Regions from separate parts of the Mus musculus genome. Here all the other regions are linked to region 1. A link is a contact called in public HiChIP or PLAC-seq data. All regions are on one chromosome and are shown on one strand. The core of a region is the stretch at or near the end of the contact, and the rest is flanking DNA. Distances in the headings are between cores, read along the strand shown.

Region 1 (4,351 bases), core at 1,066-3,565:
CAATCCTGGTAAGTTGAGCATGGAATGGCTTTATGGATATTAGTAAAACTCGTGCACTTAACAGTTGTGGGTTGAGGTCTCAGTATATCGCATTCTCTTTGCTCATTGTTAGTTTTTAAAATATGGACTTGTGTAGCCCAAGTTGTCCTTGAAGTTCCTTTGTAGCCAAAGATGGTTTTGAAGTGACCTTGCCACCTCCACCCCTTAAGTGCAGCACCATGGCTGGCTTGATTTTTACATTGTTTATAAACGATATCTGAATATGCCCTATGCTTCTATAGCTTGCCTTTTTATGAAAATAGCAGAAACAACACAAAAATTTCCTAATACTAGTAATAGTGCACAGTGTTTGCTATAATATAATGTTTTATATTTGTCTTAGTATTTTATTGTCTTTCTTAGTCTTTTAACTATATAAACTCTTTCGATGTTCATAATGTTCCCCACCCCCACACCCACCCCCGCCACCAGATACACTCAGGTAGTCTCATGGAGTAGGTACTTCATAAGACCGTGAGACTTAAGGTCATCCAAGCTGATGTTTATTTTCATTTGTTTGATAGGGTGGCAGATATCATGAACTTCTGTGTCTTATGTGACCATGATGGGAAAATCATGGAATCCTGGCTTTGGGCTTGGGCGATGAACTGTAGAGATCAAATGAAGGGGGTGCACAGAATGGCAAGATTTCCAAGGCAGCAGGGTTCAGTACAGGGGGTTGAGGGATGTGAGGAAGGCCTGACCACTGACCTGACGGTCCTAGGCATATGCCCCTGCATGAGAGCAGGGACAGCTCACACTAGAAACAAAGCCTGTGTGCAGGCAGAAGGCAAGGGGAACCTTCCACTTGGTAGCAAAGCTGTATGATCCTGCGGTTTCAGAAGCTTACAGCTTTCTCAAAGGCCAGTATCTCTGCTTTGTTCCTGTCTCTGTTCATCTCTGCTTCAGGACAGTATGGCCCAGCATCCGCCAAGCAACCTAGACTAGAAGTCAGGATACGAGGGGTGAAAATTATAGAAAATATCATAGGAAAATCAGGCAATAGCCACCTGTATGCTTCCTAAATCTTAGTAGAACTTTTAAGATCTGAAACCTTCCACTCGCTGCCTTTATTGAGCTATAATTCACAGATAATGGGTATGCGTTAACAGGACACAATGTAGTATCTTCATGTGTACATATCTTGTGAAATGATAATCATAGAACAAAATTAATCTGTCTGTCTGTCTCTGTCTCTCTGTCTGTCTGTCTCTCTCTCTCTCTCTCTCTGTGTGTGTGTGTATGGTGTATGTGTATGTGTTTGTGTGTTTGCCTACATAGATATCTTTTTACCGTGGGTATAGTGAGAACCTTTGAGATCTGTCTTATTTTCTCAAGTTTCAAATGTATGCTACACTATTGATCCCCATCCTCCTTCTTTATCCTGCCTTCTGGTACCCCCTAGCTTGTGCTTCTGTTCTCTAGTGCTCTGACCTTTCTTTCTCAGTCTCCCTCCCTTGCTCCTCTTTTGCCCAGTGCCATGGCTCCCTGAGTCTCTAGGGGGTGCTTCCACCTCACCTCCCTCCTTAGCCACATCCTCTCCACAGCATCAGTTGCCATCTGCATTCTAATGCAGTTTGCATTATCCAGAGTTCTGACCTTTCATCTAAGCTCCAGGTTCATAAATTCAATTAAATCTCTCTATTTACATATCTCATGAGTACCTCAAATTTAACACTTCTTGCACGCAGCCCACATTCTTATCACCTGCCCTGCCCTGCTCCTCCTCTTCCTGTTTTTCTGTATCAATGACACTTTTTGAATGCTTCCCTGACCCAGCATTTTGGGTTTAGCCTTCAAATCTCTACCTCTTTTAAATAGGTTTTTCTTTTCCTCCTCCTCCTCCTCCTCCTCCTCCTCCTCCTCCTCCTCCTCCTCCTCTTCTTCCTCCTCCTCCTCCTCCTCCTCCTCCCCCTTCTTTTTTGTGTTTTTACTGGGCACATGTCACATTTGGGACTTTCCAGCATCTTACAAATAATTCACATGTAATAGTCCTACCTCCCCAACCCAGAAGTAAGTCCAACTTTCAGCTTCCTTTGCAGTGCAGATGGCTGGAGCAGACAAGGGCTTGCCCTAACGGGTGCTTTCCAGATGAGATTTGAGTCTGACGTCTTTGGTATAAGGACCAGAAACATGGAGGGCATAGCCCTTGCCAATATGGCTCCTTTAGGCGTGATTAGCTTTCAGGCAGCAACTGAAATTGCAATAGGATTGCTGACACCGAGGCAGCATTGGTGCTGAAGTTTTAGCAGTGGCTGTGGAGACAGATCCTGGCATTCTGCAGGTGACAGCAGCAGTGAGCTTCCTCCTTCAGAACAGTTTCACTGTGTGGTTTGATGTGTGGGTGGGGGGAGGGGTGGGGAGCCTTTTTCTGTGAGTTTAGACCAGACTTTGTTCCTTTATCCTTTACTGATCTCTGAGGTTATTATTTTTAAGAAAACAAGACTTTATTAAGCTAGCTGGAGTCAATTCTGTTGTTTGCAGCAAGAATCTTGAGCAATTTGATGTTATTGATCCTTCTGTGGAAGGAAATTTAGGTGTGTTTTGAGCTGTGTAACAGGTTCAGGGAAGGATGGGATGAACAAGAAATAGGAACCATGGGGTTGGAGAATTGTAGGATCCACCATCTAGGGTTTGATTAATCTTCCTGTATCCTTAAAGATGGTTTGTATCAGTGGAACAACAATATGAACTAACCAGTACCCCAGAGCTCTTGACTCTAGCTGCATATGTATCAAAAGATGGCCTAGTCGGCCATCACTGGAAAGAGAGGCCCTTTGGACTTGCAAACTTTATATGCCCCAGTACAGGGGAATGCCAGGGCCAAAAAAATGGGAATGGATGGGTAGGGAAGTGGTGCGGGGGAGGGTATGGGGGACTTTTGGGATAGCATTGGAAATGTAACTGAGGAAAATACGTAATTAAAAAAAAATGGTTTGTATCTTGGGTAAAGAATTATTCCCAGATGTTCTAAAAAGGCAAGGCATAGCAAGAGCAAGAAAATGGGCATCTTAGCAGAATACAATAGGTGCGAACAGAAGTGATGGATGTGTTTCTGAGCAACTGACTACGAGTCTTCATTTCATCCCAGCTCCAGTAACTTAGGCTTTGAGTCAGAGTTACTGTAATGTTCTGTGAGGTAACCTGGGGAAAGGGTAGCCCTTAGTGGTTGAGTAATAAAGTTTAACCTTGTGTCTGAGACAATTATGCACTATGTGGCCATATGTATATTATATATGTGTTATAGATTACATATAATGTATTATGTATAGCACGCACATATAAAATATTATGAAATAACTTCCATTTCACAAAAGTAGGCTTCTACTTCATGGAATTCCTATTTCCTGAGAACCTGACCCTGAGCCAGGCACTGCAGCACACGTAGTGCACATCTTTAATTTTAGTACCTGGAGATGTGACCCCGGTGAATCACCAGGTCAAGGGAAGGTTGGGATACAGAGTAGAAACTGTGTTACAATAAAATTAAGAAGGAATTGATGCGTTCAAGCGCTTTTCCCCCTAATGGATTCTTTCGAAACCAATTTAGCTGGAAGTAATTAATTCTATTTCTAAAGCGTTATTTAATTTATTATGGATCATATTTGGCATTAACGTTATTATGTATGATTCCTGGGGGTGATGGAATGGTAAAGCACTTTAGCGAGAATTAGCAGAGTCCCTTATATTTTAGGCTTAATCCTTGTTTTTATCAAGTCAGTATATTGCTCTGACTTAAAATTCAAATAGTACTGTCAACATTGGGAGAATAGCTCTTTGGGGATGGGAATGGTATTCAGTGACAGAGTGCTGCTGGCCTAGCATGCACAATGTCCATAGTTTAGTCCTCTTGCACTGATCAAAAAAAAAAAAAAAGGTAAAATAAAAGAGTAACTCTCTCTCTCTCATGTGTTACTACTTCAAATCCTACTCACTAGCAGCAGCTATATTAGCCTTTTGGTTTGGGTTTTATGTTTTGAGATAGGATCTCTCCATGAAGCCGTGGCTGGCACAGAACTTACCATGTAGGCCAACCTGAGGCAATTCTTGCCCCATCATTTCTCAAGTGATGAAATGTCAGGTGTGTAGCACAGTGCCTGGACATGTTCAGTCTTTTCTAATGATAATACACTCTTAATCTCCAAGTTTCAACTATGCCATAATCTACCTTCAATTTCCTGCAGTTGAAGCTGAAAATTTAGTTTCCTCACACCTCTCTTTTTCCTATGATTTTTGAGAGTCCTCACATCTCACACGTACAGATGAATCCAAGTTCAGTCATTTCACAATTTCTGATTAATATCCACAGACA
Region 2 (4,351 bases), core at 1,251-3,750, 970 kb before region 1:
ACCTGTTGCTGGGCACTTAGACTAATTCCGTAACAGCTACTGTGAATACAGTTGCAGTAAACTTGAATGTGCAGGATCACTGCATCTTTCTGACTTAGAGTCTTTTGAGTATATTGCCCAGGAATGGTATAGCTAGATTATATGATAGTTCTATTTTTAGTTTTATTTTTTTTTAAAGAACCACCATACTGATTTCCATAGTGACTCAAATTAATTTACATTCCCACTAGTTTCAGTTCTACTTCTAGTTTCATTTCTGTTATTGTGATAAAATATCTTAACAGAAAGAAACTTGGAGAAAAAACAGGGTTTTTTTGTTTTGTTTTGTTTTTTGTTTTTTGTTTTTTGTTTTTTTGTTTTTTTTTTTTTTGGTAGCTCATGATTCCAGGATATAGTCTAGTCTATCAAAGCAAGGAAAACAGTATCAGGAGCCTGAGAAGGTCACATCAGACTAACAAGAAACGAATACATACATGGCTAGTCAATCACACATGCAGTCAAGAGCAGAGGGAACCGAATACATGAATGCTTGCTTCTTTGCCTATGCTTATTTCTTATACAGTTCAGGACCTCAGCCTAGGGAATGGTGCTGCCTACAGTGGGCTGGATTCTCATATGTCAGTCAACTCCAGAGACATACCTACAAGCTAACTCAGTGTAGACCATCCCTCATTGAGACCCTTTTCCAAGTGATTCTACATTGTACCAAGTAAACATGTAACATAAAGCGAACTATCCATCACTCTACACCAAGAGTGTACATAGGATAAAGGCTCCTCTTCTGAGGAAAGTTTTTCTTACCTTAATTCTATATAATCCTTCTCAAATCTGATTTTCTCTATATCATTGATCAACATTGATAATCTGAATGGTTTAAAATCTTTCCATGACATTAACAACTCTAATTTACACCCTTCTTTAAATTACTGTCATTATTATTGTTGTTTTCTTTTTGAGATAGTGTCTCACTATGTAGCCCTGGTTGGCTTGAAACTCAGAGCAATCCACCTGCTTCTGCCTTCTGAGTGTTGATATTAAAATGTATGTGCCACTATTCTTGACCTGAAACAGTATTTTAAGAGAGAATTAGCCTTATCTTGCTGTCCAGGCAGAGGGCCTATGTGATGTCCCTCTCAATTCATGTCACAACAAAAACAAAAACCAAATTCACATAGTTTCTGGAACACTTGATATCCTGCCAGTGGAGAAGGAGGATGTCCTCAAATTCTTTGCAGTAAGAACCCTCTTAGGTGGCACCAATCTTGTCTTCCTTATGGAACAGTAAATCTTCAAAAGACAAAGTGAGAGGATTTACGTTAAAACAAAACAAACAAACAAAAACCCTAGGAGGAGCTGGGAGATGCTGCTGCTTTCAGCTCCAGCCATTACTGGCATTGGGAATCCTGCTGATGTCAACTTCATTGCCTCCAGGAACCCCTGGGGCCAGCTAGCTGTCCTGACTTTTGCTCCTGCAAAAGACTTTCATTACTCAAACTAAGAGGACTTCAGGAAGCGATGGCTTTTGCTAGTCACCAATCCCAGAGCTGATCCCCAGCCCATCACAAAGGTGTCTTATGTCAACCTGTCTGCCGTTGCTCTGTGTAACGCACATTCTCCTCAGTACTATTGACATTGACATTGCATGCAACAAGGGTACTCACCCAGTGAATCCTACTTGGTGGATGTTGGCTTGGGAAGTTCTGCACACATGTGACACCATCTCTGGGGAGCACCCATAGTTCTCATCAGGTCATGTCTAATCTCTACTCCTATAGGGAGCCTGAAGAGATGGAGAAGGAAAAACAAGTGTAGCCGAAAAGGCTGTGACTACAAAAATCTGTCAGTGTGGAAGGACTATACCTGCTCCTGAGTTCACTGCTCCTTGGCCAAGGTGGCAGACTGGAGGTTTGCAGGTGTCTTCTGTGCCCAACCAGAAGTTCCCAGTGAAGACTTGATGTTCAGACACTCCAGGGACTAGTCTGCACCGCTCATGCCACTGAATCAGATGGCAGTAGCACTGAGTGGTCAAAACTGTTTGCAGACACCAGGCAAAGCAGAAAGGTGGATGGAAGACAGCATCACAAATGGGAATACAAATAGCTTTAAATAGAAGACTTCCCACGCTCATCTTTTCTAATGCCATGAAGATGCGTTTAGCAGGGGCTAGGAACAGTGAAACATAACAGTGGAAATAAAAGATAGACTCTCTCAGGGGAGATAAAGATCACAGCAGCATAGAAAATACTGAGGGGGTGGGCGAGAGTGTTCAGAGGGCCGACAGCTGGGTAGTTCGAAGCACGTGCATATGTGATTTCTACGGGATCTGGGCATGCAGCTGGCTGGAGATAGAAAAGTCAAAGTCTGTATTAGGAAGTGAGATTTGGGTTTGGTTTGGGGGATGGGCAATCTGAGACAGTGGCTTACATCATCTGACTGTTAGACGGAGGAGAGGCACATTTCCATGAGGGCCAGGGAGGAGTTTAATGTGTACAGAGGAAGTTGGAGGGAGAATTATTTCCCTCTCTGCTTCCTGCCAGTATCAACCAGTCATTCTGCCTCTATGGACCCCTTACCAGCTTGTGTTTCCACAGCCTAGCCAGCTGACCAAGTCACTCTTCCCAGGCAAGAGCTGCCAATATGGGGGCCCTTCTGTGGTCACTCCTGCTGCTGCTTCAGGAAGGTGAGTGGCTCCCTGCTCCTGTATAAGACTGTCTTTATACCCTCTGTTCCACTTGGCCTTAGGCTGGCAAGACCCTTCCTTTGGGGATGAGTGTGTCAGCCCTTCTGTTGATGGGGCACCAAAGGATGATTGTGACTCGCTCTGCAATAAACATGGGTGTGCATGTATCACTGTTGTACATTGATGTGGATTGTGCTGAATGCATGCCTACATGTGATGTAGCTGAATCTCAGGCTAGGTTGGGGGAATTTCTACTCTGAACTCCAAGGAGTGGGTTATGGCCTCTGAGCAGGATGAGAGGGTATATCTGGGTGACATGCATGGGGTTGCAGTTCCAGAAGGACAAAAAAGAAGGGAAATGGTGAAGAGATCAATGGGGACCATCTCTTCCCCCTCCCTGACCCCACCCCCTCCCAGATCCTTGATCAACTCAGGTGCAGTGGAAATCTAGAACTACAAGAGGTAGCTAGAGAGTCCTACGATGGTGCATAGAGCTAGAGAAGGTGCTCAGAGGCAGATGAGTCATAGCTACTCTGTTACCTAACTGCAGCCACCAAGAGATATCAGCCAGGCTGTATGCATCTCTTTTTCAGCCAAAGGGTTTTCTGGAGATGATGAGGATCCTGAGGAAGTGGTTGGTGTCCTGCAAGAGTCTATCAACCTCTCTCTGGAAATACCATCCAATGAAGAAATTAAGCACATAGACTGGCTCTTTCAAAACAACATTGCCATCGTGAAGCCAGGCAAAAAGGGACAGCCAGCCGTTATCATGGCAGTGGATCCTCGATACCGGGGCAGAGTGAGCATCTCTGAGTCCAGCTACTCCCTGCATATTAGCAATCTGACCTGGGAAGACTCAGGGCTTTACAACGCCCAAGTCAACTTGAAGACATCTGAGTCCCACATCACGAAGTCTTACCATCTCCGTGTCTACCGTGAGTTTAAGACTCCCCTTATTCTGGCTTTCCTGAGCTTGGCATGGAAGCTCGGGAGCTGAGGTAAGCCTTAAGAGGCTGAAACTGGAAGGCAGACTGCTTGTAGTGTGGTCTGTTCCAGTGCCTGAGCTTCAGCCACAGGGAAAATGAACAGGAACAAGGAGGCAATGGACACTGAGGCTGTTTCCATGGAGGTGCCCAAAGCAGTAAGAAAGATAAAGATGGTGTATAGAGCATCAAAGGGCTCTTTTTCACCAAGGAGATTGCTCTAGATAAACAGCTCTCGAAGCCTTTATTCCCCTGAGTGGTTCGAGGATTAATAAACATTTTTCCCTACTTGAAACAAAATTTCTTCACCTGCCACATTGAATCTACTTTGGGTCTTGGAGAGATGGTTACCATGTAAAGGTCTTTGGGAGGGGGAGGGGTGATACTATACTGTGTAATCAGTGAGATAGAAGAGGATTTGAAGGTAAGAGGGTGTAAAGCTAAGAGAGTGATGTCAGAAGGTTCTAGGGCTGGGTATCTGTCTCAGCAGATCCTCAGGACCCTGCAACCACAATTTATGTGGTTGTTTTATTTGATTTTGCTTATTTATTGTTTGAGTAAATAATAATAAATAATATTATAATAAATACCTCTCAAGATAGCAAGAATACCCAAGGCTTGAGAGACTAGGAAAACAGACCCAACTCTGGAATGTTCAATGGGTCTATTTTCTTCTCTTTTAGGGAGG
Region 3 (4,351 bases), core at 1,056-3,555, 920 kb before region 1:
TTTGGGTGCCATGGGGGCAGCTGTTCTCTGATTGGACTTTAGACATGTATATAACTATGTATGCTAAATTGTTGTGTCTTTTTCTGAACACAGAGAACTTCAGTTTTTACTAAGCATTGATTAAAAATGGAATCCTCACTTAATGTCTTGTTTTCTATTTTTTGTATGTGTATGCATGGTGTGGTGTGCATGCATGTGTATATATGTGTGCTTACATATGTGTTCATTGCATGTGTATACATGCATGTGTATGTATGTGTGCTTACATATGTGTTCATTGCATGATGTGCATGCATGCATGTGGAGACTGGGGTTGGTGCTGGGTTCCTCTTTCAATTGTTCTCTACCTTACACACTGAAGCAAGATCTCTCACCTGAACCCAGAGCTTGCTGATTCCATTAATCTAGGAAGCCAGACTGCTCTGGGACCTTGACCTTGACTCTGTTTCTAGGGAATCACTGGAGGGACTGTCATATCTGCCCCACCCATCAGGCATTTATGTGGGCTTGTGGGTTCCGAACTCTGGTCTTCTGGCTTGCGTGGACAGTATTTTATCCAATGAATCATCTCCCCACGTCCACTTACAGCTTTACAGCACCAGCAGTTAGGGGAATACTTTTTCACAGACTGGCTTCTGGCTTTGTTCATTCCCAACCGCATTTTCCCTCCATTTCCAGATCCGTTAGGCAGCAGATACCACAGCCCAACTATATGGAGAAAATGGCTGATAGGTTGCCGCCTGGATGTCCGATGAGTTGATTTAGTCGCCTGGTGTAAGGAGAGTTTCAGGAAGTTTTCCTAGCCTGGAAGAGTCATAACTGTATGTGCGAGTGCGCGAGTGATGGAAACCACACCAGCATGTATCACTAAATCCAGAATAAATGTTTCTTTAAATCAACTTACATTGCACAAATACATGACTAAGCAGACATATTGCTCAGGGCTTTGCTATGAGCCTCACAGTGGCTCACACCAAACAGCAGCCTGGAACGAGGCACTCCTAACTGGGAGATACCTTCAGGCAGAACACTGGGGATCGATTTCCTGATGGCTCACTTGTCACCCTCCTCTCCCTGCCTTTAACTGTTCCTGCGGTGTGGCAGGAAGAACACATCCTTTGTTTTGCAGTGCCCTCTTTTTGGCCTTACTTTGCTGTTTGGTGTGGGGGCTAATAACTGCCTAAGAGAGGTGTGGCTAGTAATTGGATTCCCAAGGAGATAAGAGTTGAGGAATCCTGGAAATGAGCTGCACAGCTTTTTGGATTAAGCAGCAGCGATGGCAGCAGAATAATCGGTGGTGGTGGCGGTGGTGGCGGTGGTGGCAGAAGATTGTCTCCCTTCCTCTACTACCTACTACTAGGGTTTGTCAACAGTTTTCCACACTTAGGTTGGAGTAAGGTTCTCTAAGACAAGTTTGGAGGGAGACTTGGGGGTCTGGAGAGACCAAGAGCTCAGAAAATAAACATCTGAGAAAGAAAAGCAATCCCTGGTTGGTAGGAGGTTTTGTGGGGTGTGGGATGTGCAGGATTCAAGGACTGCTCAGCCCTGTCCTGTAGATCTTACTAAGGTACAAGGGACCAAGGTGAAACTGTGAAAAATCTTAAATCCTGAAATTATTCCCAGGAGACGTGTTAAAAGCCAGGTTCCCCTAACTTCCTGCCATGGATTTTGACTTTGTTTAGGGTAGGACTTACATTTTGAGTTTGTTTATTTATTTAGTGAAATACATTGCTAAGCTGCCCAGGTTGGTTTTGAACTTCCTGTCTTAGACTCCTTGTATTTTCAGTTAAGTCCCTCAGATCTAAGCTTGTGAGACCGCATACGCATCTTCAGGGCTAGAAGTGTTCTTTGGTCTAGTCAGACTCCTTCCTACTGTGGAATGTGTTTGGTTTAATGCTGCTTGCCTCTCAGCAGCCTGAACTCTCATCAGGTTTGGTTTGAATCCTCCCGGAACCCGGTAGCGGTAACCATGGTAACCTAGGGTGGAAGGGTCTGTGAGGGTAAAACCAGGATCCTCGGCTTAGCTCTTGGGGTCTTGATAGTTGAGCCCTCCGGGACCCATGGAAAGTAGACCCTTTAAAGTCTGAACCTGGCTTGAACTGGGTTAAAAGCCAAAGTGGACATGATGGGCGTATCCAAAGGGCGCAACCTTCAAGAGCCTGGTTCCAGCTACTCTAGGGCGGGAAAAGGTTGAGGGAGGGGTTCCTGCTTCTAAACTACCTCGTGACTGCTCCAGGAATTGGGCGGGGCGAGGGCGGGTCTAAATCGCTGAGTGCTAGTTCTTGGGTTGCTATGGTAACGCGTCAGCTCCGGCGGAGCCGGTGGAGGTGCCTGCAGCTGAAGCGGCCGCAACGATGGTGAGGGTCTGGGTAGCTGTAGTTCTTGAGTCCTGAAGTGGTTTGGGGCTCTGAGAGGGAAAGGTGGAGCTTTCTCTAAGAGTCTGGGGAAGACAGGAAGTTCTGGGAGTGAGGACGGGACGACGGCTGGAAAGGAAGTCTCAAAAGACTGGTAGGGTTGAATGGGGGATGTGCTGCACCTTCTCCCCCATCCTCTTGAGCTGAGTCCTCTTGGGCTGTGACGTGAGATGTTGAGAAGAGCACCCGTTAGAAGACCATAACCAGCAGGGTGATCATGGGAAAGGCACCTAATGTTTCAGAAGAGCCTCTGTTCTCACTGCGTGGGAATGATTTGGGCACATCATAAGCATTAGTGAATGAATGAATGAATGAATGAATGAATGAATGAATGAATGAATGAGGCAGGGAATTCCTGGGGGAATGATTGGGATAAGTCTGCCAGTCCTGATATTCTTTGGATGGCGGCGGATGGTCATGGTCATAGACTGTGAAGACCAGCAGGGCCTCGCAGGAGCCTGTGTTGGCTCTGAAGTGTTAGGGGAGTCTGCGGACAGGTGTCGGGGCGTGTGGTTACTGGAACTTACTTGAAATGGCTGGCCACTTGGGTGGCTGAGGTGGATATCTGGGTTGTCTTGGTAGGCCTCCTTTAGTCTCAGTGTCTGTCTTGCTCTTACGGGATTTAGTGGGTTTCAGAAGAAGCTGGGTTCCGAACTTCTGAGGACTCCCTGGCGTGCAGGGATGGGGGTCCCTTTTGGCTGTACATTTTACTTAACTGTCTTCCCTCAGCACAGCAGTGTGTGTGTGTGTGTGTGTGTGTGTGTGTGTGTGTGTGTGAGAGAGAGAGAGAGAGAGAGAGATATGACCTGACACTATGCCTGGTACCAAAGGACAAGTGTTAGAGGTAAGTTCTTCTGTCCTGTGTTAAAGGTGCCTTTTTCCCTAGCATTCAAGGGAATGCTAATCTCTCCCAAGCCCAGAGATTCCCACCCAGAGACCACTCAGGACAAGAGTTTGCCAAACTTACTGACCCTAACTTACTGGAATTTTCCTTTGGATAGGAATGGGCATACAGACATGTCAGGGGGCAGTGGGTTTGAGTAATCACCAGCAAGCCAGGAGTGTGTGTATAGTGCTAATCACAGCTTTTTGTTTGAGAGCATGGAGGGATGAGAGGTGGTGGCAGCAGGGAGGCTCATAGACAAGCTTCCAGAACTCCCCCAAAGAAAAGGATCAATAGATCCTATGGAGGGAGAGGCTGGAGGCTCATCTTCAACCCTGGTGTCAAGTTACCGGGATATGTCACAGGTGGGCAGCCTGGTCCATTTAAAGAAAGAGGACAACCAGGTGGATCACTCATAGCGAGAGGCAAGAGACCTGATGTGAGGGAATCCCTCCTTTCCCATAGCCAAGTCTGTGGAGTGGGAAGTACTCCCAGGCCAAGAATCTGAAGCCGGACTTTGTCAGCCTGTGTTGACTCTGTGTGCGAAAGAGGAACTGGATCTGAGTGGGAAGGAACGTCTAAGAATGAGCAGCCTTTGTCTTTGTTCCCTTGACAGGTGGTGGTGTACTTACGTCAGGGAAACTCCACACCGACCTATTCCAGTCCCGGCTTGCCTTGTCTTGCTTGAGTTTAAGCCAAATCCCCTAGATCCTGTCATATACAGATACTTTGTTCTCAACTAGAAATAGTTATGTATATAAATACTGTGTTTCTTGGTCATAAAATAGTTACCTATCATTGCAGAAAACTATTCAATATAAGAAACATGATAGTTACACTCACCCAAAATGCAGGGACCAGAGGGCAGTGGTGAACCACCCAAAATGCAGGGACCAGAGGGCAGTGGTGACATAAACGTGCGATGTTATGCCCGGCTTTATTTTATTTTATTTTTTTTCTTCTCACTCCGGCCCAAAGATTTAAATATTATTATACATAAGTACACTGTAGCTATCTTCAGACACACCAGAAGAGGGCATCAGATCTCATTACA

Evidence for each region. HiChIP or PLAC-seq counts read pairs in DNA pulled down with a chosen protein or histone mark.
Region 2: a contact with region 1 is called in an H3K27ac HiChIP or PLAC-seq map of microglia, with 5 times the contacts expected there. The contact joins the promoter of Slamf9 here to the enhancer-like site in region 1. A contact is called at or near these places in 2 of 39 promoter capture datasets (embryonic stem cells and liver) and 2 of 115 datasets of contacts at active chromatin or transcription factors (bone marrow-derived dendritic cells and microglia).
Region 3: a contact with region 1 is called in an H3K27ac HiChIP or PLAC-seq map of acute myeloid leukemia, with 3 times the contacts expected there. The contact joins the promoter of Cfap45 here to the enhancer-like site in region 1. A contact is called at or near these places in 5 of 39 promoter capture datasets (3T3-L1-derived adipocytes, the C10 cell line, the HPC-7 cell line and 3 more), 7 of 115 datasets of contacts at active chromatin or transcription factors (acute myeloid leukemia, bone marrow-derived dendritic cells, bone marrow-derived macrophages and 3 more) and 2 of 9 other capture datasets (liver and macrophages).

What each region holds. Positions count from the first base shown.
Region 1 is chr1:173,439,181-173,443,531 of GRCm38.p6, forward strand. All of the region lies in intron 2 of Aim2 (absent in melanoma 2), which reads left to right. Among named protein-coding and RNA genes, the nearest start is that of Aim2, 21 kb to the left of the region's middle. Within about 2 kb of position 2,316, at least 79 of the 459 cell types and tissues checked have an H3K27ac peak or open chromatin away from gene starts, as enhancers often do. A contact at or near this core is called in the HPC-7 cell line, acute myeloid leukemia, bone marrow-derived dendritic cells and 5 more, where this site is marked.
Region 2 is chr1:172,472,860-172,477,210 of GRCm38.p6, forward strand. Slamf9 (SLAM family member 9) reads left to right here and starts at 2,501. Exons shown (of 4, transcript NM_029612.4): 1 at 2,501-2,680; 2 at 3,274-3,615; 3 at 4,347-4,351. The coding sequence starts at 2,638. It also overlaps the pseudogene Gm7804.
Region 3 is chr1:172,518,825-172,523,175 of GRCm38.p6, forward strand. It overlaps Cfap45 (cilia and flagella associated protein 45), which reads left to right and starts at 2,306. Exons shown (of 12, transcript NM_027972.1): 1 at 2,306-2,357. The coding sequence starts at 2,355. It overlaps Gm37125 (a long non-coding RNA gene), which reads left to right. Exons shown (of 3, transcript XR_865740.1): 3 at 1-161.